2 separate regions of the Sus scrofa genome follow, and region 1 is linked to region 2. Evidence: chromatin contacts called from public Hi-C data. All regions are on one chromosome and are shown on one strand. Each heading gives the region's core, a stretch centred on a gene start, on an enhancer-like site or on the middle of the called end of the contact. The rest is flanking DNA. Distances are from core to core; before and after follow the strand shown.

The links. Hi-C and Micro-C count contacts between places; a contact is called where the count stands out from the background.
Region 1: a Hi-C map of liver shows a contact between it and region 2, with 2.9 times the contacts expected there. The contact joins the promoter of LOC110259856 here to the promoter of CYP3A22 in region 2. A contact is called at or near these places in 1 of 5 promoter capture datasets (liver), 7 of 47 Hi-C or Micro-C datasets (differentiating spermatogonia, embryonic fibroblasts, fetal liver and 3 more) and 1 of 2 datasets of contacts at active chromatin or transcription factors (alveolar macrophages).

The regions. Positions count from the first base shown.
Region 1 is chr3:6,785,584-6,792,064 of Sscrofa11.1, reverse strand. It overlaps LOC110259856 (cytochrome P450 3A29-like), which reads right to left and starts at 2,337. Exons shown (of 13, transcript XM_021086162.1): 1 at 1,600-2,337; 2 at 721-814. The coding sequence starts at 1,670.
Region 2 is chr3:6,621,902-6,628,532 of Sscrofa11.1, reverse strand. CYP3A22 (cytochrome P450, subfamily IIIA, polypeptide 22) reads right to left here and starts at 1,673. Exons shown (of 14, transcript NM_001195509.1): 1 at 1,524-1,673. The coding sequence starts at 1,594.

The DNA.
Region 1 (6,481 bases), core at 1,088-3,587, 160 kb before region 2:
AGATGCTTAACCCACTAAACGAGGCCAGGGATCGAACCCCCATCCTCACAGAGACAACAATGTCAGCTCTTTCACCTGCTTAGCCACATGGGAACTCCTCTGCTGTGATATTCGATGGTTTAACTATGAAAATGAAGGTCCCAGAACTGCAGGTCTTGGGGTACATCTACTAAAGAGTTCATTTGGAAAGCAGGGGTGACAAGGAAAATATTGCTTCTGAGGGAAAGAAGTTCAGGAAGTTCTCAGGCAGTAATGAGACAAGGAGAGCCTCGGTTGGGAGAATCAGGATATGAAGTATGAACTCTTATGCTTATGGCTATAGTTTATGCTACCAACAGGAACGTTTGACTCTAGTGCACACAACTTAATGAAACCAGGCACCCATGTAATGCTCTTCTTCTAAAGGCGATTGTCCCTGCCTGGGAACCTGCATCTGGGAGAAAGAAAATCCTGTTCACAAAAATCACAAGTTGGAACTTCAAGTCCTGTGCTGAATCAGCCAGAGAGCTGAGCTGTCTGAGGGAAAAGCTGAGGTTCCTAACAGCTGACAATGCATCTGTGGGGTAAATGTGGCCATGTGCTGCGCAAGGGCCATGGTGCCCTTTCTGGAAAGTGTGAAACCTCAGAACTTCCTCTTCCTGAGGAGAGGAACTTTTACTGAGGAACTTGGCTGGAATTGGCAACTGTAAGAAGCAAAGAGGGAGCTCAAATAACACATACCTTACGGTAGGCCAGAATATTTCCAAAATAAGGCACAGGTGTCGGCCCAGGAATCCCCAGCTTCTTAAAAAATCCATGTGAATAAGTCCCATATCTACAAAATCAAAGAGAAAACCAGGTCACAGGGACTGAGGAACAGGTGCTGGGGCTGGCTAGTCAGTGACTCAGACCTGCAATCATCAACCTCAGAGGTAACATGTAGGCAATAAGCAATTAGTAACTCAAAAAGGAATAATTACATTCACTCTTCATCTCATTTCCCACCACTATGAGATCCATCAAAGGTAATAATGATTAGCTAAAAGCAGCTGAAGTCTAAAAGGTCCCAATCCTAGAACAAATATTTCATATATGTTTCCAGTTTGAGTGCTCCTGAGTTCAGGCTGGTGTTCTTCCAGAAAACTAATGTTAAGAGTTACTTGATTCTGCCATAATTTGGAGATTCTCATTCTAGGTAGAAATGAGAAAAAAAATTCTGTACCACTGAAAGCTCTAGCAACTTTTTCTCAGTTAACTTTGATCTTCAAAACAGACAGAGATAGTGAGACAGTGAGACACCAATATCACTTGCTATCACTCATATGTGGAATCTAAAAAAAAAAAAAAAAAAAAAAAAAGGATGCAAGAACTTCTTTGCAGAACAGATACTGACTCACAGACTTTGAAAAACTTATGGTTTCCAAAGGAGACAGGTTGGGGGTGGGGGGATGGCTGGGGGTTTGGGATGGATATCCTATAAAATTGGGCGGTGATGATCATTGTACAACTATAAATGTAATAAAATCCATTGAATAATTAAAAAAAAAACAGGGAAAGGAGGACCTATTTAGCACCCCAAGCCCAAGGCTATGGAGGAGACAGGTCTGGACAGTTACTCACAGATAGAGGAGCACCAGGCTGGTAACCAGGAGAAGCCAAGTTTCCACAGAAAAACTTGGAATCAGGTCCATGGCCACCGTCCTCTGGGGTTCCCTCCTCTGAGTGTCCCTTCAGCTGTGTGTGCTGCTCTGAGAGTGTGGAGGTCCCCTTGCTGCCCACTAGAGAGTCATTGGGGCTGGAGGTTTAAGTGCTGGGAAAGGAGGTGGGGCTGGAGCTGCAGCCAATGGAAGAGCCCCCTGTGTTCCACCTGCAGGAGCCCCTCCTGCCTTGAGCGCTGGCAAAACATCATGGACACTCCAGTTAGTCCTCCCTTGAGTTCATATTCTATGGGAATTCAATAACAACTCAGTCAGGGTTATCAGTAATCCCAAGCATTACAGAAACTCACATAAAACCACAGGCTATTAATCTCCTCTAAAATGCACTTGTCTCCATACCTGCCCACATGTTAAAATACTTGAAATTCTTTTGACAATCTAGATCGACAGATCTTTACCCATGCAGTTTCCTCTGCCTAGAAATTCCCTTGTTTTCTCTCTACATCCACTGCTCATCCTTTAAATCCCAGCTCAGACATAACCCCCTGTCTTAGAAATTTCCTAACCAACCTCCTCAACCAGATAGAAGCATTTCCTTTGCTGGGGTCTTCTGTCCCCTGCACACAAATCTATTGCCTCCAGCACCATTGCTGGTTTCCTCACCACTCTGTCCCCTCACCAGATGGAGAGTTTGGGCACAGTCTGGGTATCAGTTGCAGTTATAGCCCTGGTACCCAGCACGGTGCTTTCTACAGAGTGGGAATCAGAAAGGTTGGTGGAATTGTGTTGCTGGAAGTAAGACCACCAGGTCACCGCATGACTTTTTCAAGTGACTCATTGGTGACCACACCATCTTCCTGGATTGTTAGTACACCAGGAGTCCCGGCTGGGCCTCAGCCATCATCACTGCACATCCATGAGGATCCATCAGGATTCTGTTGACAAGAGGGCTCCAGAAGGAGAGGCAGAACATGGGGGAGATGGTGATGGTTGCATCAAGGGGTATCAATTCAGGACAATTGCTGTCCTGCCCTCAGAGTGTCCTGCCATAGACAGCAAGTTAGAAAGATTCTAGAGCAAAGAATGGCCCCTCTCTCTGGAAAGGCTGCAAGTCCAAGATCAATGGGTGTAAAGAGAGTGAAGAAAGGAAAGCAGCCTGGTGGCCAAGTGGACCCCAAACTCCTTATCTACCAGTGATGTGATACTTACCAGAGCAGATGGCTCCCTGCTTTTTTGATAAGTAGGGGATTTTTAATGGGTTTGAGAACTGGTAAGGAGAAGGCCTATAGCAGAAGTTGGTATCATCTGTGAGCCCCACCCCATTCCTGAAGAAACCTGAAAATTGAGGCTCTGGAAATTACATGACCTCATTGTCATGACTCTGATCCATGTCCTGTGTCTCCTTGGCCTGAGAAACCATGAATTATGTGAAAAAAATCACAAAGATTCTTAAACTCAATGGAAACACATGACATTTAAGCTGTGTGTGTGTGCTTCCTTCTTGCTTCATCCTTTCTCACTTCAGACCTTCTGCAGAAAGAGAGACCTCCATCCCTCTAGTCTGTTAGTCCCTTGGACTTCTGAACAATAGCCTGAATGAGTGGGTGTCTCATTGATAAATTGCAGTGAGTCCCAGCTATGTCATCTGCTTTCTTTATTTCCTTGGGAGCTTATCTCACAGCATGAAATTTCTACCATCATAGTTAGTCATCTTTGCGTTCATACTTTCTCCAGGAAGCACCTGCTAAGTGAAATGCATGAACACATCTATTCATCCGTTCATTGACTCAAGGCCAAGTGGGTGAATGTCAGGTTGTCTAAAAGCCCATGTTTTCACATACGGGCTTGTCACATGCTTTCAAAGCTCTATATGCTTAGGACACAAAAATGACCAAGACTTAGACATTATTCAGGTTGAAGTTAGGGACACAAACAGGTAGTTTTAGAACAGCCAATGTGAAGTAGTGACACAGGTATGAGAACACAGTGTCTCATCAACGTAAATGGCCTATCTTCTTTCTTAGTTCTTGGCAATCAGTCAAAGGTGAAAATCAAATAACACTCAGGGAAGCATTAGGCTCAGACATCAGTACAGGTAAACAGGTTGTCAGAGACTCAATGATGCAAGAAGCACAATAAGCCTGCTATTCCTTTCCCGTTATGCTGTTAGCCAAGTGACTCCTCTTCCGGGAAGGCTGTCCTGACTTCCACTTCCACTGGCTCAAAGAATTGATCACCGTATAAGGAAGCAACATTAGTCTGGAGTGATTTATATGTTAGATTCAAATTTCATAGGTCACAATCTGTGTGAAAACAGTGTGAGCAAGATTGTGTGTTTATAACTCTGCTCCCATGCCTTCATTGTTTTTAAAATTAACGTGTATTTGATTTACAATGTTGTGTCACTTTCTGCTATACAGCAAAGTGACTCGGTCATACGTGCATTTTATACACACACACACATTCTTTTTTAGTATTCTTTTCCATCACGGTCTATCCCAGGAGATTGGACATAGTTCCCTGAGCTATAGAGTAGGACCTGTTGCTGTTTATCCATTCTAAATGTAATAGTTTGTATCTGTATCTACTAACCCCAGCCTCTCAGTCCATCCCACTCCCTCCCCCATCCCCCTTGGCAACCAAAATCTGTTCTCCTTGTCTGTGAGTCTGTTTCTGTTTTGTAGATAGGTTCACTTGTGCCATATTTTAGATTCCACTTATAAGTGATATCGTATGGTATTTGTCATTCTCTTTCTGACTTACTCCACTTTATATGATAATATCATCCCTGAGGTTTTGCGAACAGTATTATTTTTTTTTCTATTTTTAAGCTCATTTCTTCATTCTTTGCGGTAGGGCAAAACTTGATAATGCCATTCTGGGGTAACAGGTGGTATTTAAGTGCTGGTGGCTTGGGGAAGGGAATAAACAACTTTTCGGGGTCTCCTGGTTTCCAGGATGGGAAGGATGGTGGGATGGGAAGATAGTGACTGAACATTCTCTCTTAGCCTTAGAGGAGGTGGGCACCTCACCCCAACATTGTTGTTGGCTGGGGTCCATGCCTGCTGCATTTAGGTCATGTGTTAAGATTAACTATAAAGAAGCTAAAAGCCTGCTCTCATGAAGCCTACACTTAAAGGGGAAAGAGACTCTAAACTAGTTAACTTCACAAATAAATACCGAGATGTAGGTCAGGACCTGTGCTTCCTTAGCATGGACGTGGTTGACCTTTCTTTCCTTAAACTCTGTTCTTCTTGAAAGACATGAAGACAAGAGAATCAGAAGGATGGATGCGATGGAAGCGTGTGAACTTGGGCATCCTGGGGTCTGTTTCCTCATCTGTCTGAGAGAGAAACTGACCAGAATTGACCTAAGACGACCTTATCCCAACCACAGTCCCCTTCACTGCCTGCCTCTCTCCACCTCTGTGTCTCTCCTCCTTCTCTTATATGTCATTTAAGATCCCCAAGTCTCCCAGCCCAGTCAGGATCCAAGGGTCCCTGAAGCCAAGACGGAATCAAGAGGGACCTGGCAGAGGACAACCACACATTTAGGTCCTGAGCTCTCAATTCTAAAGTAGTTTTTCTATTGGGACTGCAGAGAGGGGAACATCATACCACACTGACCACACACACACACACACACACACACACACACACACAGAGGGAGAGGGAGAGAGAGGAGGAGAGGGAGATGGGGAGATAGGGAGAGAGAGAGAAAAAAAAAAGTCTTATCCTCAAGCACTGGGCCAGCATTAAGAGATTCAATCCACCCAACAGACCTGTGAGATAGGTATCGGTATGATCCGTCTTTTAAGAATGAGCAAGCTGGGACACAGAAAATGTAAATGACCATTCAATAAGGCACTCACAGATTTCAAAACCATCTGTGGTCACCAATCTGGAAACTGTTAGGAGGAGGGAAGAAGTGGGAGGGTGGAAATAATATATCCACACTACTGTATAAAATAGATGAGTAACAAGAACCACTGTATAGCCCAGAAAATCTACTCAATAGATTGTAAGAAGCTATGCAGGAGAAAAGAATGGCTATATTTATATGTATGATTGATTCCCTTTGCTGTACTCTGAAACTCATTTGACATTATAAGTCAACTATATTCCAAAAAAATTAAATTTTTAAAAAAGAGATGCATTACAGAGTTCCTGTCGTGGCTCAGTGGTTAATGAATCTGACTAGGAACCATGAGGTTGCAGGTTCAACCCCTGGCCTCATGCAATGGGTTAAGGATCTGGCGTTTCGTGAGCTGTGGTGTAGGTCGCAGTCGCGGCTCAGATCCTGCATTGCTGTGGCTGTGGTGTAGGCCAGTGGCTACAGCTCCGATTAGACCCCTAGCCTGGGAACATTCATATGCTGCAGGTGCAGCCCTAGAAAAGTCAAAAAGACAAAAAAAAAAAAGAGAGAGAGAGAGAGATGCATCACTAATTACTCTCAGAGTCAGGAGTCAAATTTAGATTATCTTGTCTGAGAGCCCAAGGTCTTAACTTAAACTAAGCCCAGCCTTTCCCAAGAGTTTAGTGAGGGGACTGTCACAAGCCCAAGGCTTCAGAGTGGGTAGTGACCAGGGCTCTGCCCCAAGCCAGAGACATGGTGAGGCCCCCTGGCAAGTCCATCGATGGCAGCTGGAGTGAGGTCGGAGTATATTTTTTCAGACCCCCACACACTGCACCATGGAGGGGGCCCCTTCCCATGCCCTGAAGCAGAAGCCCTTCCACAGACTTCACAGCAAAGGAAGAAGAGGAGGAGGACTTCCTCGGGGCTGCTCACTTTCTACTCCATCCCGAGTTTCTCTTTGCCGATGAACTAACAACTATCATCTCTGC
Region 2 (6,631 bases), core at 424-2,923:
AATGGTGAATTTATTTTTACATACCTTTGCATCTTCTGAATACACCCCTCTTTCATCATTCAGGGGAAAAAAAAATGCTGGAGTTCCCATCTGGCACAGCAGAAACAAATATGACTAGGAACTCCAAGGTTTGATCCCTGGCCTCGCTCAGTGGGCTAAGGATCTGGCATTGCCGTGAGCTGTGGTGTAGGTCACAGACACAGCTCAGATCCTGTGTTGCTGTGGCTGTGGTGTAGGCTGGCAGCTGTAGCTCTGATTGGACCCCTAGCCTGGGAGCATCCATGTGCCATGGGTGCAGCCCTAAAAAGCAAAAAAAAAAAAAAAAAAAAAAAAAAAAAAAAAAGGAGCTGGAAATACTGATATCAACTTTTGAAATCTGGTACTAAATAGAATGAAATTAAACCATTAATTTTACACTATCATCAAGGTTGCTGCAATACCTTGAACTCTTAGTATTTTTTTTCAAGGAACTACACGGTTGATATTAACCATGTCCATATCATCATGATTTCCTATACTCAGTGACAGTGAAATTGAGGTCCAATGTGATTTGGAGGGGGTATGTCTACCCACTGGAACGTAAGTCCTCTCCTGACCAGTGCCATGGTACCAGGAATCCCACCATGGAAAGAGATTCTCCCGCTGGATGGTTTAGATTCATCCTGCTGCGCTGTACTTAAAGAGAAAAAACACTTTGAACCCACATTGGACGGGGGGCTTGTGCCTTAGCAGACTTCATAGTACAGGGGAAATAAGTGTATACACGGACGCTAACTCTTCCGGAGACGGAGGGAAAGGTGAGAGAAACGAATAGGACATCAAGGTCTCTGCCACGTCTCCCCAGAGCTAAAGGTTCCTCATTCTGGAGCAGACGTTCTGCACAGTGCAGGGCAGAGGGACTGAGTCTTAGAAAGAGAGTGCCAGGAGAGGGCTGAGTGTGACAAGAGGGGCGAGTCTCCAGCCCTCCGCAAAGTCTGGGGGACCAGGCACCTTATGTAAGTGACCCCCGGGAAAGGAGGGGAGGGAGCAGGAACCCACGAGTGACACAGGGGCCAATCTTTCTACAGGTCTCTTGCAGCAGATACAGAAACCAGAGGCTGAAAGGAAACGAAAACCCAAGTTAGGTTACTTCTTCCTGCTCAGGATCCCCAGGTGTGGGAAAGTGGGGGGGTACCCCACGGCGCAGGGGCCAGTTGTTTTCAATCTGCTTTACTGGATTCTGGTTGGTTAGTCTAGGTCCATGCAAACCGAAAGTCAATCAGAAGGTCATCCCCAAGAGCAAATAACATCGCCAAACACTTCTAACTGCAGTAGCAGGAATGGAGTGGAGGTGGTGGTGGTGTTACCCCTTCGACAGACCTGGCTAAGATCAGTGGGGACCCCTTTGTCTTTGTAGCATCCAAAGCTTCAGCAGCTACCCCTCCACTTGCCTAGATCTTCAAATGGCGAAGGGAAAGGGGAGCAGATTTGCTCTGTAACCAAGTCCAAGGTTACAGAGGAGATGAGCCTGGACCGCTACTCACAGATAGAGGAGCACCAGGCTGGTAGCCAGAAGCAGCCAGGTTTCCACAGAAAAGCTTGGGATCAGGTCCATGGCCACCGTCCTCTGGGGTTCCCTCCTCTGAGCGTCCCTTCAGCCGTGTGTGCTGCTCTTTGCCTCTGAGAGTGCAGAGGTCCCCTTGCTGCCCACTGGAGAGTCACTGGGGCTGGAGGTTTAAGTGCTGGGAAAGGAGGTGGGGCTGGAGCTGCAGCCAATGGAAGAGCCCCCTGTGCTCCACCTGCTGGAGCCCCTCCTGCCTTGAGAGCTGGCAAAGCTTCATGGACACTCCAGTTAGTCCTCCCCAGAGTTCATATTCTGTAGGAATTCAATAAACAACCAAATCAATATCATCAATGAGGTTACCGAAACTTAAATAAAGCCATTGACCTTAAATTTCCTAAACAGCCCTGTCTCCATGACTGACAGAAATAAAGTCCAAAATACCTGAAATCTTTCAGACGAGCTAGGTCTACAAATCTTTACCCCTGTGGTTCCCTCTGCCCAGCAATGCCCTTGTTACCCCCATAAGGTTCCTACTTATCCTTCAAATCCCAGCTCTGACAGAACCTTCTGAGTTCAGAGTCCTTCCTAACCAACCTCCTTGACCCGAGAGAACCATTTCCTGCACTGGGTCTTCTGTCCCCTGCACACAAGTCCATTGCCTCCAGCACCACTGCTGGTTTCCTCACCTCCATCCCCTCACCAGATGGAGAGCTTGGGCACAGCCTGGGTATTAGTCACAGTTATTGCCCTGGTGCCCAGCACAGGGCTTTCTACAGAGTGGGCATCCAGAAAGGTTGGTGGACTTGTGTTGATGGGGTAAGTCCGCGGGGCCCCTTTTCTTATGGCTCTTTAGTGACCACGCCATCTTCCTGGGCTGTTCATACAACAAGAGGTCCTGGCTTGGCCTCGGCCACTTTCTCTACACAGTCAGGACGATCCATCAGGATTCTGTAGACAGGAGGCCCCCGAGGGAGAGGCAGGACGTGGAGGAGATGGTGATGGCTGCACCAAGGGTAGCAATTCAGGCTGACCCCTCAGAGGGTCCTGCAATAGTTAGCAAGTTAGATTCTAGACCAAAAAATGGCCCCCTCTCCCTGGAAAAGTCACAATCCAAGATCAGTGAGTATAAGGAGACTGAAAAGAGGAAGGCAGCCCAATGGCCAAGTGGACACCTCTCTCCTTATCCACCAGTGACATGGTTCATACAGCACACAGGACTCCAAAACGTACACAGAAGGTTTTTCTACGGAGAAAAGGGGGGGCAGGGTCAGAGCAGATGGCCTCCTGCTTTTTGGCAAGTGAGGAATTTTTTATTGGGTAACGAGGTGCTGATAAGGCAGAGGCCTATAGTAGCAGTTGATGTCACCTGTGAGCCCCACCCCCACGCCGCTGAATTCCTGATGAGAGAGATATGAGGGTTAAACATTGAGAAATTACATCGGCTCATTATCAGCACCCTGAACCATGCCCTGTATCTTCTTGGCTGAGAAACCATGGATTATGTGAAAAACAAAACCTCAAAGGTTCTTAAAACTCACCAGAAATATAACACATTTAAGCTGTTTGTGTACCTTCTTCTCTCTTCACCTTTCTCACTTTCAGTCCTTCTGCAGAAAGCGATACTACTCTCCTGCTAACTCTTTCTCTCCCTCTGGCCTGAAAGTCCCCAGGGCTGCCCATCACTGGCCTGTGTGGGTGGATGGCTCATTGGTAACATGCAGTGAGTTCCGACTCTGTCACTTGCCCTCTTTGATTTTCTTGGGAGTGTGTCATGCAGCATGAAATTTCTGTCATCATCATTTGCCATCTCTTGGTTCAGACTTTCTCCAGGAGCTAAAAGCCATAGCTGTCCCTGATAAGGGAAATGCATGACTACATCTGTTCATCTGTGCAGTGATTCAAGGCCAAGTGGGTGACCCGCAGGTGCAGGTCCTGTGCTGGGCTTCGGGCTATAAGCTCTACAGTCCCCTCCCTTGGGAGCAGCCTCCCGTGGAGGGAGTGAGACACAGAGCCAGGCCCAGTGTGGGACACACCCCTAGGGAAATGGAGCCCTACAGAGAAGTAACGAGGAGAGACGGGGCTGCAAGGTTGAAAAACCCACAAAGACAGGGATAGGAAGCTAAAGATGATCCCCAGAAAAAGTAGGAAACGAAGTCCTGGAATTTTGATGTTTCTGCCCCCTTTGGGTGCCTCCTCTGGGTACCTATAAACAGGGTTATGCTACTACCCCCAGTTTACAGAAGAGAAACTGAGGCTCGGTAAAGCGTAAATGGCTTCCCAACAGCTGCTGATCAAAACGTGTTATAAAGATGCCAATAGGGAGCATTGGTAAGTCTGCTGCTGTTCTGATACGCCAGCATTCAACATGTGCCATTTCACGAGAAAGGGTCACTTTGGGAAACAAGGCTGCACTAGCGAATGGGTTAAAATTCTGGTTTCTGAAGTTTCCTCAGCGGCCCAGCAGGTGAAGGAGCCTGCATTGTCACCACTGTGGCTCAGGTTGCAGCTGTGACACAGGCTTGATCCCTGGCCCTGGAATTTCTGCATGCCAGGGGTGCAGCGGAAAAAAAAAAAAAATCTGGTTTCTATCTCCATGGCTCCCCCTGCCCGGGACCTCCCGCCTGGATCCCCAGAACACTACATTCCTGACTGAGACGAACACAAAATACATCCAACACGCAAAGATCAGGGTGTCATCTGATAACTACTGACACCTTAATTCACTCAACGAAACCCACAGCCTTTCTTCTTCTTCTTCTTCTTGGAAACAAAACCCTCGTGGAAAGTATATGCTTTCATCATCCTTCAAAGCACGCGCTCGGCATCGATGACTTTCCCACGGAGCCTCATCAGCCTGCTCGCCACAGGGCAGGTCTAGCGAGTTGGAGTCGAACCCAATGGCAACAGGGTGGTTGTCGCTTGGAACCATAACGTAGCCAGGACCGTGTTCTAAGCAGCATAAATGGCCCTGCTCTGCAAGGGGAAATAACAGAAGGCATGGGCTTTGCGCCCCTTCATTCCGCAGCTGGGAACACCGACCATGGAAAGTCTGACATATCAGGACTGTGAAGGGGGCCGTGTGGGCCTGAGGGCACCCCCAGACCCCGTGTCTCTCATCTACTCTTTTGGGCGCTAATGGACGCATCAGGTACCCAAGCTCTGCTCTAGATGCTTAGGCTGCAGGTACGACTACGGCCCAGGCATTAGTGGGGATAAAGAGACAGACAAACAGGCAACTGTAGCACAGCCAAGGCAAACTAATTACACGGGTCTGAGAACACAGTGGAAAAGGCTTATCTTTCTCAGATAACACCTAGGGTGGCATTAGGCTCAGATATCCCTGTAGGGCAACAGGCTATCAGGGACTCAGTCATGCAAGAGCCACCAGCAGGCTGCTATTCCTGTCTTTTTTTTTTTTTTTTTAGGGCTGCACCTGCAGCCTATGGAAGTTCCCAGGCTAGGGGTCAAATTGGAGCTACAGGTGCCGGCCTACACCACAGCCACGGTAATGACAGATCTGAGCCGTGGGATCTGAGCCACATCTGTGACCTACACCACAGCTCACAGCAACACCAGATCCTTAACCCACTGAGCGAGGCCAAGGATCGAACCCTCATCCTCATGGATCCTAGTCGGGTTCGTTACCACTGAGCCATGATGGGAACTCCCTGTTCCTGCCTTTTTAGAGGTAGCTCCTCTTCTGGAAAGCCTGCTCTGACTTCCACTGGCCAAGGGAACTGCTTAGGGTACAAGGAGGCAGTGTTGACCAGGAGTGAGTTGTTAGATTCAATTTCCAAGGGTCACTCTCAGGAGTGGGCAATGAAAGCAAGATTGTGTGTCTGGGAGTTTCCATCGTGGCACAGCGGAAATGAATCTGACTAGGAACCATGAGGTTGCGGGTTCAATCCCTGGTCTCGCTCAGTGGGTTAAGGATCCCGCGTTGCCGTGAGCTGTGGTGTAGGTCGCAGATGCGGCTTGGGTCTGGTGTTGCGGTGGCTCTGGCGTAAGCTGGCAGCTGTAGCTCTGATTAGCCCCCTAGCCTGGGAACCTCCATATGCCATGGGTGTGGCCCTCAAAAGACAAAAGATCAAAAAAAAATTGTGTGTCTGGACCTCAGCTCTCAAGCCCCTTTTTCTCAGTAGGGCAAAATTTGATCCTTCCTTTTTAGGGTAACGAGGTAGTATCAAAATTTGGGTGGCCAGGCGCTGAGGTTGGAGGGGGTGTCCTGAGGTAAGTGGCAGGTCTGTGGACATTTGTCTCCTGGCCTTGGAGGAGGTAGCCTCTCGCCCCAATGTCATTGTGTGTTGGCTGGGATCTACGCCCACTGCGTTTAGGCCACGTGCCAGTCATGAATACAAGAGTCGGATCCTGGCCCTTACGAAGGCAAACAGGAGAGAGGCACTAAACAAATCACCATACCAATAACTCCTGAGTAATGACTGGGGTGTGTGCTATGAGATAAAAGACCCCTCCTTCTTGAGCTCCCGTCCAACTGGCGCAGCTGACCTCCCTTTCTTTCCTTAAACTCTGTTCTCCTTGAATCAGCAGGATGGATGCGGTGGAATGTGTGACCCTGGGCGTCCTGGGGTCTGTTTCCTCACCTGTCCGAGAGGGAAACTGACCAGAATTGACCTAAGACGACCTTATCCCAACCACAGTCCCCTTCACTGCCTGCCTCTCTCCACCTCTGTGTCTCTCCCTCCCTCCTTTATTCTCCTCCCCTTACAGGGCATTCAAGATCCCCAAGTCGGACTTCCCGTCGTGGCTCAGCAGAAACAAATCTGACTAGCATCCAAGAGGACTCGGGTTCCATCCCAGACCTCGCCCAGTGGGTTGGGGATCCGGCATAACCATGAGCTGTGGTGTAGCTCGCAGATGCGGCTAGGATCCATTGGCGGCTGCAGCTCCAATTATACCCCTAGCCTGGGAACCTCCATATGCCGCAGGTGCAGCCCTAAAAAGACAAAAAAAAAAAAAAAAAAAATCCCCAAGTCCCCCAGCCCAACCAGAATCCAAGAGTTCCTGAGGCCAAGAAGGAATCAGGTAGCTCTGGGAGAAGACAACCACCTGCATAGGTCCTGAGCACTC